Linked DNA regions of Capsicum annuum: region 1 is linked to region 2. A link is a contact called in public Hi-C data. All regions are on one chromosome and are shown on one strand. The core of a region is the stretch at or near the end of the contact, and the rest is flanking DNA. Distances in the headings are between cores, read along the strand shown.

Evidence for each region. A called contact is a pair of places that touch in the nucleus more often than the background predicts.
Region 1: a Hi-C map of leaf shows a contact between it and region 2, with 4 times the contacts expected there. The contact joins the promoter of LOC107863991 here to the promoter of LOC107863993 in region 2. A contact is called at or near these places in 4 of 5 Hi-C or Micro-C datasets (bud, leaf, pericarp and 1 more).

What each region holds. Positions count from the first base shown.
Region 1 is chr3:32,588,232-32,590,931 of UCD10Xv1.1, reverse strand. It overlaps LOC107863991 (zinc finger CCCH domain-containing protein 32), which reads right to left and starts at 1,301. Exons shown (of 8, transcript XM_016710224.2): 1 at 1,158-1,301; 2 at 891-1,014; 3 at 584-726. The coding sequence starts at 975.
Region 2 is chr3:32,435,943-32,438,642 of UCD10Xv1.1, reverse strand. It overlaps LOC107863993 (peptide chain release factor APG3, chloroplastic), which reads left to right and starts at 1,281. Exons shown (of 15, transcript XM_016710225.2): 1 at 1,281-1,577; 2 at 2,166-2,222. The coding sequence starts at 1,443.

The sequences.
Region 1 (2,700 bases), core at 52-2,551, 150 kb before region 2:
CAAAGCAGTACAGAAAAAGAAAATTGAAATGAAGAAACCATGACAAAACACTATCAACCTGACAAATCATCCATCAATACATATACAAGAAAGGGGAACAACTAGCTTAACATCAACCACCAAACCCTTCATATTGGACTTTTCTATCAATCAGGCCAATGTAAAAGGAATTAGCTTAACATGAACCACCTAACCCCTGATAGTGTACTCTTCAACAACGTGAATCCAAATTAGTCAGGCCATTATAAAAAGGAATTAGCTTTAAATGAACCACTTATAATGTACTTTTCTACGGCATGAATCCAGATTAATGGGTCATTATAAAAAGGAATTAGCTTAACATGAGCCACCTAACCTCCAATAGCGTACTTGCTATCGTGTAAATCCAGATTAATAGGGACAGCCTAAAAGGAAACAGCTTAACATGAACCACCTAACCCCTGATAGTGTACTTTCCACAGCGTGAATCTAGATTAGTCAGGCCAGTGTAAAATGAAGTAGCTTTAACATAAACCACCTAAACCCGATAGTTCCAGAACGTGAATCCAGATTAGTCGAGCCGGTATAAAAAAAAGGAACTTACATAGGTGCGATCGCTAGGATGATTAAAGCGACAATTTGCACCGTATCCACAGGACCCAGTTCTCATATAATACGAACAGTCAGGTACACCAGGCCTTTCTGGGTAAATTTCCCTTCCAAATAACCCCAACTTCTGCATTGATCCTACATTATTACAAAAAATAATAATAATAATAAACATCAACACCACCAAAAACCCTAGAAAAAACAAAATAAAACCCACATTACATATAATGTAAAAATGAAAAGAAAAAATAGAACAAGCTCTTAAATTCAAAAATAACAATAATAATAAACAGCATCAAGACCCGTTTCAGGCTCCACTGCAACCCATTCAGATTGATGATCGGATTGTGACCCGTTACTCCCTGTAGACCGTCCGTACAGCTCCATTTTTCTTGGTGATTTCTAGGTTTTCTTCTTCTTCTTCTTCTACACAATATTCATAGGATCAAAACAAAACAAAAATAAAAGGACAAAAGAAAGAAAAAAAAAAAGAATGAGGAAGTAAGGGAAAGTGGAAATAGAAAAGAGAGAGTACTGCTATGTAGAGACATTAATGTTTAGTTACATACAGTATATGCAATAAGATGGGAGAAAGAGGGTACGAGACACCAAAGAGAAAATGCCAAGTGTGATTAGAGAGAAACAGTCTTTTGGTGTCACTAAGGTTTCGTTTATACAAAACACACTACTGTCCGTACAGTGTGCATGCTCCGAATTTCCGCACTTCTTTGTCAACTTAATTTATTATTAAGTATTTTTATGTCATGTAGCTTAGTTTAATTAATCAAATTAAAAATAAAGGGATATTATTGAATTTTTTTTCATCTTTTAAAAATATGTGCAGTTATTTAAATCTTGTAATCTTAGAAGCTACGTTGATTGACTCATTTTAAGTGTTTTAAAGTCAAAATAGTTTTTAATTATTTTTATAGCATTTGAGTAAAATAAAAGTTCTCAAATTGACTTATTTTAAGTGTTTTTAAGCTAAACTAATTTTAAATACTTTTATAGTGTTTGAGTAAAATAAAACAAATACATCTTAACTTATGATTTTTTGTTTATAAGTGAAAAAACATAAGTCAATTCAAACAGACTCTTAAACTTATCAGGTTAGATATTAGAATTAAAAAATTACTAAATTTATGATTGAAGATTGTTCATTATTTTAAGTAGGAATGATTTAACAATTACTTATCAACAAATTTGCATTCTTGTACAAGCAAAAATACAAAAAACATAATAAGAAATTAGTACAATTCTAGCCATGAACGTATCCTAAAAAATGCACATCTTAATAATAATCAAATAGCAACATTTTTTCCTCAAACCAATTCATGGAAATACTATAGCAACCGACACTTGTTTCCTTGGAATTCGAAATTACTATGATGTCCTTCACATTCTTGTCTTTTTCTTTTCAGGTAATTATTCTAAATTTTGAACTGGTACACGTGTTAAAAAAACTTTATTTTACTTAAACAACGAAATAAAATAATTAATGAAGCTAGTAAATGTCCTACTACTAGCTGCCTATTTAGGTTATTAATTAAATTAATTGGGCTAGAGTACTTTGGCCTGTAGAATTTTCGTTGATCTAATAAATCGTCACGTCGTATAAAATTGGTAAAAGGACACTATCTTTTTAAAAAATAATAGCTCAATTATAGCCCAAGTTTGACATTTGAATAAATAATGTCCAGTCGGTTAAACAAATGTCATTTTATGGTCATTTTCTAATCTTTCCCAATTTGGATTATTTTAATCCACGTAGTCCATATACAGTCCATATACGATACTGATACAGTCTATATATAATACTAATACAATATTCAACTTGGGCAGTTAGGTCCTTTTTAAAATATTTAATTCTTTTTTTTACTATAAATTTTTAAATTGATCAAATATTCTGTTTTTTTAATTGTTTAGAAATAATAATTAAATTATATAAAAACGACATAATTATTAAATAGAATATGAATCTATATAAGATATATATATAGAAATTGTATAGTTCTATCAAATATGTATATGTACAATATATAGAAAGTGTATACAAATTATATAATTGTTGTATAAAACGTGTAAAAAAAAGTACAGTTATTATATAAATTA
Region 2 (2,700 bases), core at 32-2,531:
GGCGTGACATGTTCTTTAATGGTGTTGATGGAGGAAAATGAAAAAAATTGAAGAAGAGTGTTGATGAAAAATGAATTTGAGGTTGTTAATGGAAGAATTTGAGTGTTGTGGATGTTTTGGAGAAGAAAGAATAAAAAGTGTTCAATAGAGAATTTTTTTAAATTTAATGTCTTTGTGGTTGTTCTTTGATGGTGTTAATGGAGGAAAATGAAAAAAATTGAAGAAGAGTGTTGATGGAGAATGAATTTGAGGTTGTTAATGGAGTAATTTGCGTATTGTTGATATTTTGGAGAAGAAAGAATAAAAGGTGTCTATTTTAAATTTTTTTTATTATATTTAAATATAATATTAGTGTATTTTTTTAATATAAATATATGCATTTTTTTCTTTAAATAAATATTTAAAAGAAATTAGATCGACAAAAAAAATGAGTTTTAACGCGCCCAACGACGCTTGTTTACACGCAAGCAGTTAAGGGGGGATTTTAATACGCTTTAAAGATGTTAAGGGGGCAAATAAACGGAACTTAAGTTTAAGTGTTAAAGTGAGTTGGGAGGACAAGTTCGCGGGGGGAGGAATGTCTTTTCTCTTAAATCAATAACAACCAAAACCCCTCAACCCAATTTCAAACCCACAATTTAAATCACATGAAAATCCATCAATTAAATGTCATAATGTAAAATTAAAGTTTGGAGAAGAGATACATGCTTGAAACACACGAGAATTTCTAATCAATTTGGAGTCTGGAGCCCGCATGATGAATGCACAGTGAAACTCTTGAATGTTCTTAAATTTTGTGTTTTGAGAGTGAAATATGGGGATTTGATCTTTGAAAATGGATAGGAATGAGACTACTTATATGTTTAAAAGTCGTGAATAAAGATGAAAATACCAAAAACCTCTAACCCCAAGTAAATAAAAACAAAACTGCATGGAATTTTCACCTTGACGTGGCACGCCAATATCGCAGAGGTTATCCTCCGTACTATGCCAATATAGCAGAGGATAACCTCCGTGACGCGATGATAATGCGGAGGCTCACTGCCTTGAAGTTTCAAAATTGCCCCCAATCCTTTTCGAAAATTCCTAAATCTTCTCAAATTACCTTTTAACATCCCTAAATACAATTCAAAGATCAAAAATAAAATGATAAAATTTTTAAGAATATTACATGTAACTTGCAATGAATAATTTAATAAGTATATATAAGATAATTTTCACGAATAGAAATTTTGGTTGTAGTTTTTAGGTAGTTTTTCTTAAAGCTACTGAGTCATGTCCACAATCAATACTTGGGCTGTGGGCTACTGGACTCCCTTTGTCTCCTATAAGTCTGTGCAGGTCCAAATATCCATTTCCTCTACGCTATATTCCCGGGTTTCTCTCCAAGGAACTCTGTTATCCATTCAATCTTACACAGCGCCAAAGTGTTCCAACACACCATGAATACTACTCTAGCTAATACAGGCTTCGCCGTCGCCGGAATCTCCACCGCCTCTTCAATACGACGACGTTGTGGAGGACGATCAGCTTTCATTCTACCTCCCTCCAACCGAAGAAGAATCATCTGCATGGCGGTCCGTACTATTTTACGAATACCTATCTATTTTAACCCACAAAATCAATACAGCGATAGAGCAAATAATTAGAATGAAGACAATATACAAACTATATATTATCCCTTGCAATTCGTTTTATCCTATTGTATTGTTTTGGTCACTTCTTTCTTAAGTATGCTTTACTATTTTGAATGTTTTTTAAGTCAAAATAGCTTTTAAACACTTTCAAGTGTCTGAGTAAAACAAAAAAGTGTTTTTAAGCACTTATATTTAAGCTAAAAAGGTAAAATTAAGCCAAAAGTCGAGATAGTCTCTCCGTCACCCAAGGTAGGGGTAAAGCTGACGTATATGCTACCCACCCTCATCAGACCTCACTCGTGGGACTACACGGGCTATATTGTTAATGTAGAATGAAAGTCAAAACGAAGAACAAAAAATAAAAGAATATTTTCTATATTTTTGTTATCAGTAATACATGTATGCTAATGGATGTAAATTTTGGAATTCATTTTTAGTGAATAATCATACTGCAATTGAAAATTGCAGTTTTGAGGTTTTGTGATGTAAATTGTAATCATTTTTAATGCTGATTGTGGTATATTGCAGGAACCTTATCTGATTACAAAACTTGAATCAGCTGAGAAAACATGGAAAGAATTGTCGGTAAGCATCTTATTGATTCCTATGCTTTTTGAACTTCGAAGAATTTATTATTTTCATTTTGAATTTTCAGTTCTGTTTACTCTCCTTCTGGATTTGCAAAGTGAAAATTAGTTTTCCTTAAAAGGATCAATAGGTTTACAGGATAAACCTAACATTTGTTTAAAGGTTTAATACATAACCAGCTCCTTAAAGTTGTTAGGATATTCCACTTAAACACTCGAACTAAGTCTATGTTTCAACTGAACACCTTAACTCCTAATAAAATGTTTAACTAGATATTTTCAGTTCAAGTTTTGAAAATCTTTCGCTTGTGTTCTCATTCGTCTATTAGGTTGTTAAATTAACCTCATAAAATATGTCATTTCTATGCATTCGCCTCAATAAGCTAATAAAACCTCAGGCATTTTTTTACTTGAGGTTGATGCATACAGTTATAAATGAGATGACATATAACTTAATTATCTAATAAACAAATGAA